Linked DNA regions of Rattus norvegicus: region 1 is linked to region 2. Evidence: chromatin contacts called from public Hi-C data. All regions are on one chromosome and are shown on one strand. The core of a region is the stretch at or near the end of the contact, and the rest is flanking DNA. Distances in the headings are between cores, read along the strand shown. Region 1 holds the start of E2f3 (E2F transcription factor 3). Region 2 holds the start of Uqcrfs1 (ubiquinol-cytochrome c reductase, Rieske iron-sulfur polypeptide 1).

Evidence for each region. A called contact is a pair of places that touch in the nucleus more often than the background predicts.
Region 1: a contact with region 2 is called in a Hi-C map of kidney, with 2.8 times the contacts expected there. The contact joins the promoter of E2f3 here to the promoter of Uqcrfs1 in region 2. A contact is called at or near these places in 2 of 12 Hi-C or Micro-C datasets (the A7r5 cell line and kidney).

Annotation. Positions count from the first base shown.
Region 1 is chr17:34,808,686-34,814,215 of GRCr8, forward strand. E2f3 (E2F transcription factor 3) reads left to right here and starts at 1,731. Exons shown (of 7, transcript NM_001137626.2): 1 at 1,731-2,429. The coding sequence starts at 2,058.
Region 2 is chr17:34,184,731-34,190,079 of GRCr8, forward strand. It overlaps Uqcrfs1 (ubiquinol-cytochrome c reductase, Rieske iron-sulfur polypeptide 1), which reads left to right and starts at 1,872. Exons shown (of 2, transcript NM_001008888.1): 1 at 1,872-2,140; 2 at 5,331-5,349. The coding sequence starts at 1,927.

The DNA.
Region 1 (5,530 bases), core at 481-2,980, 620 kb after region 2:
AAAGTACTCTGTGTAATGCAAGCCTCATCATCCACTGAGCAACCCACCAAATACCCTACATTTAAAAATTATAATGTGCCTGAGGTAGAACCATATATCTTAACAGCTGTTTCCCACAGTTCTCAGCTACTAAATGAAAATCTGGTCTACATCGTTCCTCACCTTCCTCCTCAGTCTTAAATACTTTTCTTGTGCATGTACAAGTGTATGTGTACATGTGAATGCACAAGCTTGTGTATACACGTGCACATACAAGTCAGAGGCCAACCTCAGATGTTTTCCTCAACAGCTCTCTACCTTAGTTTTCAGAATAGGGTAGCTCAATGAGTCTGGAATTTACCAACTAGCTTCACTGCTGACCAGCAAGCCCCAAGGATTTTCAGGTCTCCATCTCCCCGTTCTGGGATTAGTGATACATGCAGTCATGCCTAACTTTTTAAATGTGAGTGTTGGGGATCAAATTTAGGTCCTCTCGCTTACGCAAGTAAGCATTTTACTAACTGATCCGTTTCTCCAGCCCCACAATCCTCATTTTAAAGATCCATAAGTATTCACTTTCATATAGAAGCCAGTTCGACAACTATTTCATTTTCCTTGACATCTTCTGATTTACATATATACATAAATGTGCATACATTTTTTCTTTCTTTTAAAATATATTGGGTTAGGATTGGGTTGTAGTGTTTGCTGTTTGCTGAAGAATTTCCTGGAGTCTCAGGATGTAAAGAGCCGAGTGCAGGCAGCTTTCACTGGAAGTCCCACGTCACCATAAAAGCCTGTACTTCTTTGGATTGCTGCATGGCGGATTAAAAACCCGCGGATCAGTTCTAGGTTAGCCCTGATTAACTCCCCTGATTGTTTCTGGGCCAGAGAGGGTGTTTGTTAGACTCAAACCTATACTTGTAACAAGAGTTCACTGAACAAAGAGTTAATTTTTACTTAAACCGAATTCGGGCTAATCATGAAGCTGCCAGGAATGATCTGGAATATGAACTAAAGTGTGCCTGCAGTCGCGTCAGCTGAACCTTCTACCCCCACGGTTCTGTCTGCCCACATGCTTCTGTCTATCAGCCTCGGCCTCCGGATCCGCTCTCACGTCATTGGTTGGATTTCAGGAAGGAAGAAACCTAGGATTTAAAGGGCTCAGTTTTCCACCTGCCAGGCCGGGTCCAACTTGCCTTTGACACATATTTGGGAGAATTTCTACCAGTTCTTCATTTACTACCCTGATTGGTTAAAGGAAACAAAGTCCCTGAGGGTGTCACCTTGACAATCTCCAAAACCGAAACTTGCGCTCCAGACTAGATCCACACTGAGTCTGCGAGGCAGAGTCCCTGCCCAGGTCATCAGAGCCAGCCCCGCGGGTAGGAGCGAGGGAGGGGCCTGTGATGGGCGTGGCTTTCCGTGGGAGAGTAGGACTTTGCCCCACCTCCTAAGAAGCCTGCTCTGCTTCCACCCAATCAGATTTTCCTATGCAAATAAAGCCTAGGTCACCCCGGTAACCATGGTGCATGGCAGCCAATGGAAAACAGCCAGTGGCGACCTCACTCCAGGATTGGTACCGAAGTAAGGCGACAGCGATCCAATGGACTGTGGGAACAGTCCTCGGCGGGTTGAGGGGCGGAGATATGCAAATATGGTTTGAAAAGCCGGCGGGAAATCTGAGTTTCGCGGGAGGACCTTGGCGCGTAAACCGTATCCCTTCATTCATTGTCAGCAGCAGCTTCCTGGAGCCATTTTTCAGCTGCCGGCCGCAGCACCCGGGCTGCCGCCGCCGCCTCGCAATCCGTTGCATCGGCTGCCCCCGACGCCTCCATCCCTCCTCGGGGCCTGATATCCGTGCGGCCGGGACCCTCCTCTCTCCAGACCCCCGATTATTTTTGGCCCCCGGGGCCTGTGCGGTGCGGAAAAATAAAAAGAAAAGAGAGAGAGAGGGTTCGGAAGCGCCGGGAGGGGAGGCGAGAAGGAGAGACTTGGAAACTCCGGCTGCAAATAATAAAGAAATTGAAAGCAATACGTTAATATATCGTAACACTAAAAAAGAGCAGGAGCGAGAGATGAGAAAGGGGATCCAGCCCGCCCTGGAGCAGTACCTGGTGACCGCCGGGGGTGGGGAGGGGGCGGCTGTCGTCGCCGCCGCCGCTGCAGCCTCCATGGACAAAAGGGCACTGCTAGCCAGCTCCGGCTTCGCCGCCGCCGCCGCCCCGGGCACGTACATCCAGATCCTCACCACGAACCCTTCCACCACGTCCTGTGCCACCTCCCTCCAAAGCGGCGCCCTGGCCGCCGGCCCCCTTCTCCCCAGTGTCCCCGGCACGGAGCCGGCCGCCAGCAGCCTCCTCTACACCACGCCACAAGGACCCTCCAGCAGAGCCGGGCTGCTACAGCAGCCACCAGCAGCAGGACGCGGCGGCGGCGGTGGCCCACCGGTAATACCCTCCTCAGTGTCCTTAGCCCAGGTGGGAGGCGGGCTCCCGGGAGCGGTGGCGCGGGAGCGCGAGGCTGAGCATCGTGGGCCTCGTTGCTGTCCCTCCAGCGTGTGCTTATTGTTAGACTCGGGGTGCTTCCCTGCGGACGTTGGGAGGACATGGGGGCTTGGGCTGGCGCGCGGGGCGGTGGGGAGTCCCTCTTTGCGAGCCACATCCAACACTCCAAAACTTTTCGCGCCCCCCCTTCTTTTCCTGCACTTTTCCCTACCCCCACTCTCCCCTCCCTTGCAACTCGAAGCTTCCTCTTTCTCGGGCGTAGGAAGGGGTCACGCCCCGGATGGAGAAGGGGGTGGGGGAGGGAGTAGTGCACTGGAGAGTGGGGGACCCCAGAGGATGTAAACCGGGGGACCCGAGGCGTGCAAGCCTGTCTCCTGCCTCTGCAGCCCCTGGGCGGCCGGGGGTCCCGCAGGCGTGCTCCGAGCGCTGGGGCGCCAGTGCCTGGCACCTTTGGGGACCTAGCTCCCGGCAACAAAGGGGATCTGGGAGGTGGACGGGTATCGCTGTGGGGGAGGTGGAGCTGAGAGCCCCGGTAGACCAGAGCTCGCGCTGTCTGCGACAAGGGGCGGGCGGGCGGGTGCTCCGGCCTGGGCGCATCTCCGCGGTGGCAGCGGCGGCGCCCGCGTGGCCGGAGCGCTGGGGCCTTGCTCACCGGGCCCCGGGCCTGCCCTTGACCCGCCTCTCCCCTTGCCCCTTCCTTCCCCGCCCTGTCCCCCTCCCCGCCCCCCGGCGACGGAGGGCGGGGGCAGCCGGGTTCCCGTCCCGCCGCCAGGATCTGTCCCTTCTCTCCGGGACCCGCCGGTGACGTTTCGCACACGTGCGCGGAGGACGCGCCTGTGACTGGGGAGGAGGCGCCGGCGGGAGGGGGCGCTGGAGGGGGAGAGGGGGCACCCACTTCCTCCTGCTCGCCGGCTCCCAGGCCTGGGACGGTCCCGGCGCCCTCGCACCCGGCACCGCCACCCTCCCTCTCCCGTCCCCACCCCCCCCACGGCGCCCGCCCTCGCCCGGCGCCGCCGCTCCACTCGGCCTCGGGCCCCCTCTCCAGCCGGCCCCCCACCTCCCCCGGAGCCAGGCTGCTTTCGGAAATGCCCTTACAGCAGCAGGTTAGTGACCCGGACCGCGCGGGGGCCCGAGCCACCGCCGCGGGGACCCCGGATCCCCGGGGGGCCGGAGCCGGAGGGTAGGCGACCGAGCGGGGTTTTGGAGTGGGAACGGGGGGTTGGGTGCTTGAGGGAAATGAGTAAGCAAGAAAAATCTAACTAAGTAAATCCCCGGCCTCGGCTTCTAGGAGCCCCGGGGCGGGAGTAGCCGCCCCCGGGGTGGGTATAGTGTTTACGTGTGTTTCTTTTGGGGGGTGGATGGATGGGCAATTGAAACCCAGATGAGGGCTTCACGCCCGTGGCCGAGTTGAGCTGCTTTCTGTCTTGCTTCCCTTGTGCTGGAGGGGGAGGGGGCGGGTCAGAGGGTAGGGTGTCTGTGGGGTTCCCAGGCCACCCGCCACCCCCTCCCTTTGTCCCTGTAATTTATAAAGCGCCTTTGAGAGATGATTTAGGTCAGTATGCGGCTTCCCTTTTTGTTGCTACTAGAAAGAAGTGTGGCCCCGAGGTCTCCCCCTCTTCCTTTCTCTCCTGCATTCCTTCCTCCATGCCTTCTGTCTTCACCCTCGTGTTGAGGCTTGGCTCCGACCAGGCTAGAACCCACCCGGACTCAGATACCTATGGTTGCATGGTAATACCAGTCGAGGACCTCACCTAGTCCTAGGTCTAGATGTGTGTGTGTTTTTGCACAATCAGTGTTTTGCTGGGATCTCTTAAGAAAGTCTGTACACATATATAGGACTTTGGGAAATGGGGTGGGTAGAGAAAGAATTAATTTTTAAAAATTTCCTTTCTGTTTATAATTTTTCCCGGGGTTGGATCTTGTTCCTTCCATTCTAGATACTTACTAGGGATGTGTGATAGATACAGTCCCAGTCAAAGAGGCTCATCCTTTTAGTGACTAGGGTCTGCCAGCAGGGGGGAAGCCGAGTACAGTACCTGCTTGCACTGTATACAGTATCCAGTGTGCTAGATTCTCAGGCACAGGATAGTCCATGCTTTCATTAGCAGTTCATACTTTTATGGACTTGATTAAACATGCTTGGCCATACAATAAGCCTATTTCCCCTACGCACCCGGTTCCTATATCATAAATAAGCTGAAACAACTAGCTATTGACACACTTCTTGGATTAGATTCAGATTTGCAGGGAAAGTTATTTTGGATAGTAGGAAATTGTGAGGCTACTAAATTGCTCCTTAAAAAAAAAATCTTAGATTATTCATTGGACCAGCTCACCAAGACTGTCTCACCAAATTTATATGTAGTTCATTATATGTAGTTAAGTATTTAAAGTATAAAAATATTGCCTTCACCATCTTCCAAGTTATTTCTAAACTTTTATTATCCTTCTTGCCATGAAGTTGTTATTCCAGGAATATAGATGGTTCTGAATTTGTATATTTGAAAATAATGGTTCATTATAGGAACATTAATGCTTCTTACACATATTCAGAAGTAGTTCTACATAAGATTGTAATGTATGCCGAGTCACTGGTTAATCTACGAGTTCAGAGCTGTATCTTCTGGGAGGGGTGCACAGTTTATCTCCCAAGTGCATACAAAGTCCTAAGCGTTGGAGACAATGCTGACTTATTTGTTTATTTTTCTTGTCAGTGTTTCTGAAAGCTTCCAGTTAAATCTTGCAATTTATTTGATTTTGGGTTTATTTGGGGGGGGTCTTTTATAACCTTGAACTCCTGGTCTTCTTGACTCAAGTGACCAAGTTCTGAGATTAAAGACATGCATTGCCACGTGTTTTAGAACTCTGTTGATGGTTTTTCCTTAAAGGTTGGGAAGGCATAGAAGACTAAACATTCTATGTTCAAGAAGAGTTCTTCAGGGGACCAGAATTCTAGACCCATTTGGGTCTACTTTTCAAGTTCTGTCTCCGGAGCATCTAAGAGCTTGACAGAGCGAGTGACTTGCCTTCTTGGGGACTGTATA
Region 2 (5,349 bases), core at 622-3,121:
CAGAGGTTCTACTAACGTCCCGCCCAGTGAACCCAGTGAGCTTTGCTTGACATGGATGACTCAAAGGCAGCTGTTTCACTGAAAATCTCACTGCAGCTTGAATGCTTACTTAAGGAAGCTGCAGTCCTGGAGCTCCCTGGAGTTTCAGACAGTTCTGCTGGTCAGAAAGAATCTAATTCCTTCTCTAGTCTTTACTGCTTTTATAACACTGGAGAAAGAGTGGCCTTGTAAACTGGTAGATTTAGGAATTTCCTGAGGCTTGTGAGTTGTTTCCTTGCTAAGTCTTAAAGAACTTAAAGAATACTCCATCCAGGATGGATTATTTCAAGTTAGAGCCTGCTGAACCATAAGGAGCCAACTTCCCTCCAGAATGGGCCATTTCAGTTGGGAGAAAATTGCTATGGAACAATTGCAGTTTCCTTAGCTTACAGCCCTCCCCATCCATCAGCACCCATTTCCCCAGACTTCAGAATGCATAGACTACAGCTCACATCCTTGGAACTAGGGCAGCTGCCTCTTTGCATCCTGATACATTTAACAGTGGGTCCAGCATTGTAGAACTGTGCCAACCCAAAGGCCCATGCTCGGAAGCCTCAGTCAGAGAGTTAGAATATAACCAAGTGAAATGACAATGACAAGAAAGGACCCAGACTAGCCAGCAAGTATCTTCCTTTGCTAAGGACCCCTTGCAATCATTCCACTGTGTGAGGACACAGATCTCCTGTGCTCTGTTTTACATTGCTACAACAACAAACATAGTGTCTTAAAACAACACAACTACATTGTTTCACAATTCCAAAAGTTTGGAAACCAGCCAAGGTTCTAAAGTCCACATATTATACAAACATATCACAATCATGCCAGAGTGTGCACTGCTTAATTTTTTTTTTTATTTTTTACTGGATTTTTAAACCCTAAAAGAATAAGCAAAGTATTTGGTATAGAGAAAGTTGTATGGGTTTTTTAAATTAAAGTTGTATATTTCTTTTAAAGTGAGTATCTCTAAACTCAGTTGTCTGTGTGAACTTGAAATCAAGGTCTATTCCCCTTCGAAAAGTGGGTTTCAAATGTAAGGGGGATTAATGTTTATTAGCATCGCACCGAGGCTTTGTTATTGGTGTAATCAGAACTGAAAGAGAAGTTAAAAGGCTCACAGGTGCAGTTTTCTCACTATGTGAGTGATTGAGAGTTCCCCCCTTTTGTACCGCCTAAAATATCACTTGGGAAAACATCTGGTTGAGAGAAAAAACTCAGGGGACTCCACTGCTTGCTGGCAATCCATGCCTGAGCAAAGGGTTTAAGGACCAGGTCCTTCACTGGTAAAATGTTGATATCATTAGTGTTATTTCCTCAAGATCGTAATTACAAATGAACAATGAAGGAAACTACCAAATCCAAAGCGTGGTGTATGATGAAAAATTGTAAGCCACGGATATTGTCAAATTTTGTATAAAGGTTTCTGGCCTTTTTGTTTTAAGATGATAAAATTTGTCATAGCAAAAGACAGAAAGTGGCTGGTATTTATTCTACATGATAGGCGTTAGGAAGTAGTAATAGCCTGTTCTTTAACTCTGTAATAACTTTTTCTCATGCCTAGGTCGTCCCTGATTTAAGTTTTCGCCGTAAACGAAGGATCTCAATCACGACCACAAGAAGTTGCTACTGACTTCTGTTTTCCTGGGGCAAAGCGACCAAGTCAGACCCCAGCGTCAGCGTTAGGTACTTCCCTTTCCCCTCCCGCCCGCAATTTGCGCCCGTAGCCACGCCTCCAACGCGGCAATCCTCCGGATTCGCTTAGCCTTACGAAATTCCCTTTCCGGCGTCGCGCTTACGTCACAAGTCCTGCGCCTCCCGCTCCTCTTCGGGCCTGCGTTCGAACGGAAGGTCGTCCCTGTGACCGACTAGGTAGTTGGAGCAGCTGTCGCCATGTTGTCGGTCGCTGCCCGCTCGGGCCCGTTCGCGCCCGTCCTATCGGCCACGTCCCGCGGGGTGGCGGGAGCGCTGCGGCCCCTGCTGCAAAGCGCGGTGCCCGCCACCTCGGAACCACCGGTTCTGGACGTGAAGCGACCCTTCCTGTGCCGTGAGTCGCTGAGTGGCCAGGCCGCGACCCGTCCTTTGGTGGCCACAGTGGGCCTGAATGGTGAGCCGGCTTCAGGGTGCCCCGATCTCGTTTCCCTGCGGCTCCAGGTCCGGGGCGGCGGCAGAGGGCGGTGCGCTGGGATGTGGTGGACTGGCCGCAGCGACCTTGGCAGGCCCAGCGCCTCTTCGAGCAGGCGGGCTCACGGTGACCGGATGCCGCTGGGATGCTCCAGGGGCCGCATCCCCCAGGCGTCAGGAACCAGTCTGCACGTTAGTCTGGGTTCCCTCGTCAGGCTGCAGTTGACTTCCTTGATTAACTTTAAGATTGGCCTCCGTCCATCTCGGCTAAGTGACGGAGATTATGTTGGTTACAGTAGTTTGACCTTGGGCAAGTTCCTCATTGCTATCATCATATTGTAGGGGTGCCGTGAGTCTTAGATGAGAGAATTCTATGTAAAACCACTGGTACAGTTTAGACGCTAAGTGTTCAAAATAGAAGTTGCAAGAAAACATGTAGGAAGTTGTCAGTGTACTGGTACCGCCGCTTTTCAGCATCCTGACTCCCCAGCAGCCCCATCCCAATAAACACAAAACCAGCCCTGAGGTCAGTTCCACTGTAGGGGGTTAGCAGTGGTTTCAGATACCTGGCTCTCTTGCTTTCATAACCTTAGTTGTGAAGACAGGCAGACGTAAATGATACTCTTTTTACAGAAAATAGACCACCAGAGGTGAAGTGGCCCACACAGTGGGAATCCATGCAGCATGGTCTCTTCCTAGTTTATCTAAGTCTGCGCTTCACATTCCCTTGTGATTTAAAAGTCTAGAAAGCTTTCTGGGCGTCTCCTGAAATATGGGAAGCTGCGCTGGGCTATTCGGTTTCTGCTCCTATAGTTGAGTATTCCAAGTAGAATGAACCTTGATTTCAAGTTCACACAGACAATTGAGTTTAGAACTGTCATTCATTTTAAAAGAATGAAGTTCGCATCCAAACAGCTTTCTCCTCTATACCAAACAAAGTCAGATACTATGATTGTTCAATGTATTACCTACTTGGCACTGTTCAGTGTTGAGTTTATGACCTTTCTACATGTTAATCAAATTTCTTTCTTGGGCAGCTTTTCCCTCTGCATTCATTCTCATTCTGTCTCTGTCTCTAGTTGAGGCAGGGTCTCATTATGTATCCTGGGCTGTGCCCAGACTCAAGATCTTCCTGACTGTCTTCCAAGAGTCATCACGGTTAGCTTTACCTGCAGATCCCCACTGGGTTTGCTACATATCTGTATTTAGCTTTTAACCTTAGTTCCAGGTCAGATTAAAAATTTTTACTTTCGCTGATATCTTTGTCATTACACCATGTTGACACTTTCCATTCTATTGTTGAGACTTCTGGTCTTGATTTTAAGCGGTAGAATAGCTCTTAATTTTTGTCTCCCAGTTTCAGATTTTGTATACGTTTGATCCAAGATATTTGGTGAAGGAGCACTAGTGGGTCTTGGAAAAACTTTTCAGGACAGAAACGTAATAAGCTACCTTGCTCTAAGTCTGTTTGGGTTGGGGGATCAGTAGGTGAGAAGTGAGGGAGGAGAAAATTGTAGAGGTGAAAAGCAATCTCCTATGTATGTCAGGTAGCTGAATGAAAGGCTTCTGATAAAAACTGGTAGCGTCCCTGCTTCATGAAAGCCTTTTCCAAACCAGTGTAGGAACAAAGCCAAAACCTTTTCTGAAAGCACACTTTACATTGTAGCTTAATTGCACATTAAAATCCATGTGGGTGGCTATGGAAAGATAGGTAGTGACAAATGGGTGGATTTGGACTGGAGGTGTGTGGAGGAGAAAGTCTGCATTGTGGTAGCCATCTCTTTCATGCAGATTTCATGCAGATGCTATACAACTACAAAAAGTTTACATGCCTTAGATTTCCTTTATTTTGAGGTGATATTTCAATAACTGCTCATGCATCAGGGAGGAATTAAATTAAGCATCTTGCTTAATGTAACTTGTGCAAATTACATAGAAAATGACTTTTGAAACAGTTTCCTAAAGGTTCCTTGGTTGGTAATGGTGATATGTAGCTTGCTGTAGAGAGAACAGTCGATAACTGGATTTCTTTTGTCACCAAAGCTCTTGCGAACAGGTCATTCTGTGTAGTGTTTTTAGTTACCTTGTGTTGTTAGGAGGTGGTAGTTGCGGGTCCTGTTGAATATGGACTGTGAACTTGGCTCCTTTCTGTTTTAGGTAGGCAACAAATTTTTTTAGTGTAATTCCAGGTATTGTCCTGGGGAAGTAATCCTTACTTGATTCCAAATGCCAGTTTGCACCATCACATTGATATTAGGTAGATTAATAAAAGTTTTTAACATCCTTCCTTTTTTCCCTAAAAAAGTAAATGTTGTAGTAGTTCCTAAAACATACATTTTGCAAAGATACATATTTTCATATATAATCATTATATTTATTATTTTGTGAGGAAATTTACTTTCTAAACATAGTTAAAGAATCATGCCAGTAAGTTCATTCTTTTTGTCAGCTATTTACAGATGTCAGGAGAGAGAGAGGATATGCCACTTATGTAAGTAGTAAGTATTGTTAAATGTTTTTACATTTCTCACAAACATTTGACCCATTTTATGATCTCCAGGAAAAGTGCCCTACTCAAAGAGTCTACAGTATGAAAAGGAAAGTTTATATATATATATATATATATATATATATATATATATATAGTCATGGTTACTCTACTGAAGGGGGAGATATATGAAAGTCACCTCTTTTTGTCCTTATTAAACTTAATAATTACTTTGCAGATTTTATTGAGTACTGCTGCCTGTTCTGATAGCTGTCATTCTTTGATACTAGAGGCTTTCTTTGAAGATAAAGTTATATCAATTTATGTCCTGGAATCTAAAATTAAGAACCCTTAAGTTTTCTATAAAGTATACCAACAAATCACAGGAGCCCTATTATCTTGTCATTAGTATGTTGTGAACTTTAGGAGTTTTTGCAGAAAGCACTTAGCAGAGATACAAGGCTAGGCCTTTGCTTTAAGATGGTCACACAGCAACTTGTTAGGTGGACTAAGTGTAATTTGTGTGGTTGGGTAGTCTATCCAAGCAATTGTTTTATTTTATTTTTTTTAACTTAAATGTCTGTTTATTGTGTTATTTGCCATTGTAACTCAGAAGTCTTTGCTGATGTGTACCCCCTTCAGGACATACTTTTAATCATTTTTTTTAAACCTGTTTGTCTTGCAGTTCCTGCTTCTGTTCGTTA